Regions from separate parts of the Mus musculus genome. Here all the other regions are linked to region 2. Evidence: chromatin contacts called from public Hi-C and HiChIP or PLAC-seq data. All regions are on one chromosome and are shown on one strand. Each heading gives the region's core, a stretch centred on a gene start, on an enhancer-like site or on the middle of the called end of the contact. The rest is flanking DNA. Distances are from core to core; before and after follow the strand shown. Region 1 overlaps Tnc (tenascin C). Region 2 has its middle 28 kb from the start of Gm42294. Region 3 has its middle 42 kb from the start of 8030451A03Rik.

Region 1 (2,700 bases), core at 3-2,502, 300 kb after region 2:
GTAAAGTTCATGGAGGGGAGAACACAGGTAATATTAGCAATAGAAGTAGCTGGTCTTAACAAGTGACATTGCAAGGATGTGTTGAGATAGATCACAGTCAGTCAGGTGGTGACACTACGTGGCAAAGATGCAGAAAAGGCTGTTGGTACTTTCTCAATGAAACATTAGATGGCCATGAGCCCAACTCTTAAAATGTTAAGTCTTATAAAGCACTGCCGTTGATCTTGGCTGTTGCTCAGATAGCTTGAGCCTGGTTAAAGGAAGAAAGATTAGTGAGCATGTGGTTTGTGACTCACAAGGTCTGGTTCTATATCCAGTCTCTACTAGTTTTTTGTTTGTTTTAGGTGTTTAGTTGTATTGGAGTGAAGAAACAGTATCAGCGAATCCTTTGCTACTTTGATGATTATGCACATCAAATGTTTTACCCAGCAATGTGTGATTTATAGATACCTTGACTGTACCATCCACAGATTCATAGACCAGGAGGTATCCAGTGACCGATGCTCGGGGAGGTCTCCAGGTAAGGAGGGCAGTTTCTGACTGAACCTCTGTAGCTGTAAATTCTCTTGGGGAATCGAGGTCTGGAGAAGAGAATATGTATCAAATGAGCTAGAAGGTGTAGAACAGACAGCAAGAAGAGAACTGGCCTCAAGTTTGTTCAATAACATTAACCATGGCCTTGGACAAGAATCCCACCTGACTATCGATGAGGAACTTGAACCAAAGTCAAAGGTTATATGAGTCCTATCACCTCAAGGGTCTAAAAGCCCAACATATTCCTGGGTGGTTTGGGTTGGATTTGGGTTGAAAATCATTACAGATCCATTATTTCTCACCGACAGGGCTGAGGAGTGCTAATATTGGCCCTCACCCCAACAGAAGGGACAGTCCTTTACTTCTCCAAATGTTGAGCTTTGTAAAAAGATCTCAATACATAAAACCCCAATGAACATCTAAGGAAACTACCCTGAAAACTTCTTAAAAACTATTTCCCAGCCTGGAGCATGGATCATTAAATGCTGGGTTTAGAGCCAGTAGGTAGTGTTTTTCCACTTACAAAAGCTTCCCTTAAATATCCTTTTCTCATCTGTTGGGTCATTTCAGTTCAAGGGGAAATGGTATGCTTCTTTGGGTCTTGATTGAGTGGGCACTGGTAAATTTTACTCATACTGATGTCATTATACTGCAAGGGCCTGACTTAGGGAGGAAGAGCAGGGGAGGGGATGTGGTTTAAGATGCAGGCTGTGGGTGGGCAACTCAGAAAGGAGAACTTGCACTCTGGCTGTCTTGGTACCTGTGGTAAACTTGGTGGCGATGGTAGAGCTCTTCTGCTGTCCTTTCTCTGCAAAGATACTCAGGATGTACTCTGTGGCAGGCTCCAGGTCATGCAGCTCGTACTCCACTGTATTTCCAGACACTGTGCGTGTAACTTCTGGCACTAAGTATGAAACACACACGTGTGGCAGTTACCCCTTGGCAAACAGCACATATACCTCCTTCTAAGACACAACCTTTCAGTGACCCCCACAGCAAAGAAGGTCAGAGTTCTGGACCTCTTTGGCTAGGTCTTGATTAGTCCTGATCTAAAATTTTCACCATTCCCTCCAGCCATAAGTTCAGGGGGAGGGGACACCATTCTCTCCCTGTCTCAGGAGAATTTCCTTACAGGGAATAACAAAGAGGAGAATGGATGAACTGAATTTTCTCCTCCTGCCTCATCTTTTCTCTTTTCCCAGGAAACTCAGGGTTTTGCCAGAGCTGAATGAAGATTTAAAAAAAAAAGGCCCCCCCCCCATGGGTTATGGTGTCCTGTAATACTGCCAGTGAAAGCCAAGCAGTCTTGAGCCATAAAATATGAAAATTAGAAAATGAAATAACAGAGGTCTTTCTAGACTAGATCATCATAAACATATGAATGGAATCAGAAGAAAGCGGCTCTTTTCCTTATTTGATTTGCATTTGATTGCATTTGATTTACTTCCTGGTGGTTGTGTTTGGTTGATGGTCTCAGCAAGAGTTTAATTTGCCTGCTGGGTGAGTTGGTACAGATGGTGGCAGATGGGAAAAGCAGATTCTTTCAGTCAAATTGGCTTCAGTTAGGCCCTCCCATGGCCTCTGAGAAGGCTAGGCACCCCAGGACATCATGATGCCATTTGGTTAAGACCTGAGACTCTGGAAACCTTCTTTGTAAAGAATAAGAGCTGCTTCCTTGAGAGTCTGTCCCTCCCTGAGGTGCTTTGAATATGAAATGTCCCCACAGGCTCATGGGTTTGAAAACTTTGTTCCTAGTTGGTAGCCTTGCTTGAGAAGGTTTTGGTTTAGTGAGGAGGTGGAGCCTGCTTAAGGAAGTGAGCCACCTGAGGTAGGCTCTAAGGCTTTATAGAGGGCCCCATTTCCTGCTTCCGGACTTTGGATACCTTGGGACCAGCAGCTTCCTGTTACTGCTGCGAGCACTTTCTTGACATTTGGGAGTTACCTTCTTGAATTAGAATCCAGAGTAAACCTGCTACCCCTTAAACTAGTTGTCAGGTATTTGGTCATAGCAATGAGAAAAGTAACTCAAGAGTCTAGCAAGGTGGGATGGGTCAGCAAAACGTGCAAAGCTCCAGACTCGCCTTCTTTTTCTTTCTCTTTTCACTTGAATGGCTTGCCCAAGTCTTTCGAGGATACAGTGGAGGTAGGCAAAGACATGACTGGCTC
Region 2 (2,700 bases), core at 55-2,554:
ACAGAGCAAGCTGGACCAAGTTTGTGCACTGTTCAAAGAGAGTCTTCAGTAGCTTCTTACTACCTTCCAGAAATAGCCCACCCTTTACCACAGAGTTCCGGTTCTGATAACCATCAGTTTTCCATGTTTTTCTCCCCAACCCTGAAACAGTTCAAGTGTATTAGCATTTATCTCTCCTCTAGGATTTTGCTAGAAATGCTGCTCCACTTGTTCCTTGGCCAAGTCCTCCACCACCCCTAGTTCAGCCAGGCAGAAATTTCTCTTAACGCTTCTCAGAGCCTCCCTCTTCCTTTAGATTCAATGAAGCCACCTTCTCTTGGCATCTCCTGCCCTTCCACCCTAGGTCTCTTGATGGTAGGTGCTCTTCTGTGGCTGTGGTGTGGTTGAGTTGTGGGTGAGCTTCAGTGGGCCACACTGTGGAAACAGCCTACTTTTGATCAAACATACAAAGAAACGAGCCAGCCTCAGGATTGTGTCTCTAGCTCAACACTTCCCAAGTTCTTGTTTGGGAATGAAGTAGAGACAAATGGACATGATGTTCCTGATGTCTACAGGAGATGTCTTCCCTCACTCATGAGCTTGGTGAGTCACTAGGGTGTCCTTCAGAGAGGGGTTAAAGCCTCTATCACCACTGTTATTTGTCCTGCTTTCTTCTACCCATGAAGGTCTTTTGAAACATTCTTGTCTTGGTCTTGAGTTTCAGGGATATTGACCTCTTAGGGAGCCTGATATTATCCTATAGATCTTACAGACAGGGAGACTGAGACCTAGAGGGGCTAGATCTGTATCTACTTTCAGAGAAGGGGGAGGCAAGGAGAAAGCAGGAAAGCAGGAATCTTGCCTCCAGGTGGAGACTCCAGCTAGTCTTTTTTTTTTTTTTTTTTTTTTTTTTTGCAAGACTACATGCAACACCAGTTTTCATTTCTCCTATATTCTTTTCATCGTCTCTACTCCTCCATCCCACCCCTACCCTCTTTCTATGGACTGAATCTCTCCTCATTCTTGTATTGAAGCTCTAGCCTCCCAAATGTGGCTCTGATGGGAGACAAGGCCTTTAAAGAAGTAATCGGTAGCATGCTAGTGTTACAGGAAGACACACTTTTGAGTTGAGAGGCCAGTGGCAAGGTGGTCAGCGGCAATCCCCATCCCAGGATGCTGTATCAGGTATGGGAAAGTGCTTTTCAACAGCTGCACCATGCAGGTCAGTTGGTTCCCTCCCCTCAGGATGCACTGCTGAGCTATAGAGGTCTTGCTGAGTGTTCACACCCACACACCAGTTCCAAGAAAAGTAAAGCGATGGGGCTTTTGTGGTTTCGTGAGTCACACTGGCTACTCTTGCCAAGTATTCAAATCTTGTGGCTAGAGGAGCCGAGCCATGCTTTCTGACTATTCAACTGTTTGCTGACTGTGGCTTCAAGCTGTTACTTGCATGAAGTCTTCTCTGGTCCAGAAGAAAGGCAGGGGAGAGCTGAGAGGACCTGAAAAAGTGTTTCAAGATGATCCCAATACTGGGCAGTGGAGTGTCCAGGATGTGAATGGGGAAGTTGTGAGGAATAAGATATTCTAGTCTGGGAGAGAAGAAGACACCCGCTTCTGATTGGAGAAGATTAAGGAAGGGCTGGAGATGCCAGGTAGAGGTCAGGAGAAACTCAGTAAGCAGACGTGAGGTGAGAATTGTAAGGATTTAAGGATCAGGGGTGGGGGGCAGGAAAGAGAGGAGAAAGCAGAAAGAGAAAGAGAGGAGATACGAGACAAACCCTCAGAGGATGCCAGTGCTTGGGACTTCTGTGCTGCTTTGGGTTTTACTTCCAATGCCACTCAGGATGCCAGGGAGGAAGGAGGCAGAGGGTCTGAGAGAAGAGGCATTGTGATTAAGCAAAGAGCAAGTAGGAGAAGGTGATGTTCTTGCATGAGGGTTTAAACATTTACTGTCATTTATTTTTGACACATCCATGCTTGAAGGATAGATGTCCAAGACCCTGGCACCAGCATAGTCAAGAACTGGAAAGACCCAGAGTGATCTGCTCAGATGGCCAAATGGAGGCTCTGGTTTTATGACTTATACATCAAGTGTATGTGTGTGCATGCATACACTTCTGTGTGGGTGCCTGTTCATGAGTACCTGTGTGTGCAGAGGGCAAAGGACAATCTTGGGTTGCTTTTCTTCAATTAGAGTCCATTTTCTTCTTCTTCTTCTTCTTCTTCTTCTTCTTCTTCTTCTTCTTCTTCTTCTTCTTCTTCTTCTTCTTCTTCTTCTTCTTCTTCTTCTTCCTCTTCCTCTTCCTCTTCCTCTTCCTCTTCCTCTTCCTCTTCCTCTTCCTCTTCCTCTTCCTCTTCCTCTTCTTCTTCTTCTTCTTCTTCTTCTTCTTTGAGTTGTGATATTTTCACTGTCTTGGAATTTCTCAAATAGGCCAGTCTTGCAGGCTGGTGATTCCCTGGGATTCACATGTCTCTCCCTCTCCATTGTTGGGATTATGAACACACCCCAACACACCTGGCTTTTTCATATGGATTTTGGAAAATGAACTCAGGTCTTCACACTTGCAATCAAATTACTACTGAACAGTCTCCTGAGGCTTACTCCTGTTATAACATCACATGGTACTCACCTGTCACTACTGGGCCGCTTTTTCAAGCATATTATTCTCCAAGCAACGTTGATGCTCAAGTCAGCAGTATCTACTGCTGCACTGTGTGGCT
Region 3 (2,700 bases), core at 95-2,594, 270 kb after region 2:
CTATAGGACAGAAACCTTTGACACTCCTCCACTCTTCCTCCCCTGAACTGGAATAGAGTCCCCCATTATTTTACACTTTGAAAATGACTTTGGCTTAGACAAACTGGACTCCCAAGCTCTTGAGAAAGTCCTGAGGCAGAGACGTGGAGACCCACTGGCTTGGAGGGAGAGCATGTGCATATGTATTGCAGATTAAATATGAAAATGTGTCCGTAGATGCTACCTTGTTACCAAGCTGTTCCCCACTCCAGGCCTCTTGCAAGAACTGTGTCTCCCATCATGCATGTTTAGATTCAAATGTCCCAGTTTTAGAGATAGCCCTCTTGACATTCTGTCTGAAGGAGGCTACTGTGGTTCCTCTATCCAATGCCAGTTTTTCTTCATGACCCTTTTCTAGTATCTGGGTTAAAACCTACCAGCTCACAGCATGTCCAGGTCATGGCAGAGGTTCAAGCAAGACTGATGCCAGACTTGACTTGGGCAATTATATAGAGAGGTCAGATTCCAGGGTAAGAAGCAGGTAATAAAGCATGCGATGGCTCAGATGATTATTACGTGTGGGGTGGAGGACATCAAGAGGTGAGGGCAGGGAATTCTACAGAGTTGAACACAAAAGGCACAGAGACCAACTATCAGAGGTTCAGAGGGAGGCAGCAATAGGTTGTCACTCAGAGACAGGACAGACCCAGACTTATATGCACAGGTGGAGGTGGGCTGGCATGGAGAATTTTGTATCTGGTTCCTCTTCTTCAGTGTAGCCAGGTGCATGATGTCATTGGAGGCTGGAGAAAGTGATGACTTCCTTACAGCCTTAGTGCAGATTTCTGTGTGGTTACAGTCTGTTCTCCAAACCTAAACATAGTGGGACTTCAGGAACGAACACAGGGATTTTTGGGTCTCATCTCTATAGCCTCTGTAGACTCATGTGTGTAGCCTAAAATTGCCCCGGGTGTCCTGGAGGGCCTGGAATGAAGAGGCATGTGAAGACATCTTCTACCAGCATGGACTCTCTAGGCTGCAGGTAGACAAGCATGCCTGTACAGCTTCTCTGAACACAGTGTCTCACATTCCCGGAGCTGAGGATATAGGTTCCACTTGATAGTGACCTCATGATCTTGTCTCAATTCTCTGTGCTGCAGGGAACTATCTCCCCTCCACAGGGGAGGCTACAGAGTGCTGCATCCACCCTGCAGGCAGAGAAATCATCAAGGCATATGTCTTTTTGCCTTAAGGATTTTTTTCTCCTCCAAATAGACTTATAACAACAAGTAACCCCCTGGTTTCTATCACTTCTGCATTTAGAGTCTGTACTCCCTCCTGGTAGAGTTGATGTTAGTGGTCACAGGAAAGGGGTGTGGCCCTCTTGTCAGCTCAGATGTGCAGGCTGAGGCTGTTAATCATGTTCACAACCATTGCCACCACTTGGGTAGTAAGGTTTCAAGTCAGCGTGTTTCACTTAATTCCGATTGCATAAAGCAGACCACCGCCTCAGTGACACTGGCCAAACCTGCCTCAGTTTCCAGCTCTGTAGAATGGAGACTATAGGGTGGTGGTGAAGGTTAAATGAACTTTGATATGGACAGCAGCTGTAACAGGAACTGCTGTCAATCAGGGCTTGTTTTATTTTTAGCTCCATCTTTCGTGTCAAAATGGAGGACCTAAAGAAGAAACACCAAGGAGCTTTTACAAAATGGGAATCTGTACAATTTCACATCTTAAATATTATTCTTTGTGGAAGAATTTTTAGTGGTGTATGGGTAAAACAGAGAGCAAATTACATCATTGGCGTGAAAAGGAGAAGAGAGACTGGTGGAAGGAACTAGAACAAATAGACCACAGCATAGACCTGAGCCATGATGACTGAAAGGCAATAACTCTGTCCTTGTAGCAAATTAACCTGGGAGCTGCCAACTGATAGACAGTTGACATCCTGAGCAGCACTGCACACATATTTGTCTGCAGGTATATTTGTGAGGGCACCGGATGCTGTAGGGATATCTCTTGTGACTCCCTAAAGGATATACGACTTTGAGTATAGTTTTCCATAATCAGCTTTGTCATGACCAGCCACCAGAGGTAGACATCTTATGTGATTCTCTGGAGGACCTGGGCCTTTGCTTCATGAGACTAGAGTACCAAATTAGAAGTCATAATGGAAGTGAGATATAATTTTGTCTGCTTCTCACACTCAACTAGGTATGTTTAGAGTTAACATTCATTTTTCTTTGCCTGCTTCATGCTCTTCTGTAAAGCAGCTAAAAGGCACGAGGCACTTGACCTGGCCTGTTCAGGCTTCCACTTAAATTAACCGAAAGCACTCACATTAGCTCCACCTATTGACCAGCCAGTCAAATGGGTATTGATCATTTAGTCTGTGTGAAGGATGGCTGCGGGGAGTATAGCCAAGATACTGTTTGTCATTTACTACGGTGCAGCTCTGTATTGTAGGTACAGCGGTGCATTTATTGTAGTTATATGAGACAGTTATCATTTGTGTTTTATAAAAGAAAACGTTTGAAAACCCTAAATCATTAGGGAGCATGACCAAATGTAGATGGCTAGTTCCATTGTAGAACCAGGATTTGAAAGAGACGGATGGTCCATTCACTCATGAGCACTGCTACTTTTCTCAACAGTGATGACTGCCACAAAGACTCAAAGACATAATTCCTGTTTCCAACACACTCACTGTCTGGCAGG

What was found. A called contact is a pair of places that touch in the nucleus more often than the background predicts. HiChIP or PLAC-seq counts read pairs in DNA pulled down with a chosen protein or histone mark.
Region 1: a contact with region 2 is called in a BATF HiChIP or PLAC-seq map of CD8 T cells, with 6 read pairs. The contact joins two enhancer-like sites. A contact is called at or near these places in 1 of 15 datasets of contacts at CTCF or cohesin (the NIH/3T3 cell line) and 1 of 115 datasets of contacts at active chromatin or transcription factors (CD8 T cells).
Region 3: a contact with region 2 is called in a Hi-C map of bone marrow-derived macrophages, with 24 read pairs. The contact joins two enhancer-like sites. A contact is called at or near these places in 2 of 15 datasets of contacts at CTCF or cohesin (CD8 T cells and large pre-B cells), 9 of 484 Hi-C or Micro-C datasets (the CH12 cell line, ECoMG myeloid progenitors, the HPC-5 cell line and 6 more), 5 of 115 datasets of contacts at active chromatin or transcription factors (CD8 T cells, Th17 cells, regulatory T cells and 2 more) and 2 of 9 other capture datasets (adipose tissue and liver).

Annotation. Positions count from the first base shown.
Region 1 is chr4:63,969,864-63,972,563 of GRCm38.p6, forward strand. Tnc (tenascin C) reads right to left here. Exons shown (of 27, transcript NM_001369211.1): 20 at 1,295-1,438; 21 at 451-581. Among named protein-coding and RNA genes, the nearest start is that of 8030451A03Rik, 14 kb to the right of the region's middle. Within about 2 kb of position 1,253, at least 17 of the 459 cell types and tissues checked have an H3K27ac peak or open chromatin away from gene starts, as enhancers often do. A contact at or near this core is called in CD8 T cells, where this site is marked.
Region 2 is chr4:63,667,182-63,669,881 of GRCm38.p6, forward strand. No RefSeq gene overlaps it. Among named protein-coding and RNA genes, the nearest start is that of Gm42294, 28 kb to the right of the region's middle. Within about 2 kb of position 1,305, at least 93 of the 459 cell types and tissues checked have an H3K27ac peak or open chromatin away from gene starts, as enhancers often do. A contact at or near this core is called in CD8 T cells and bone marrow-derived macrophages, where this site is marked.
Region 3 is chr4:63,941,722-63,944,421 of GRCm38.p6, forward strand. No RefSeq gene overlaps it. Among named protein-coding and RNA genes, the nearest start is that of 8030451A03Rik, 42 kb to the right of the region's middle. Within about 2 kb of position 1,345, at least 28 of the 459 cell types and tissues checked have an H3K27ac peak or open chromatin away from gene starts, as enhancers often do. A contact at or near this core is called in CD8 T cells and bone marrow-derived macrophages, where this site is marked.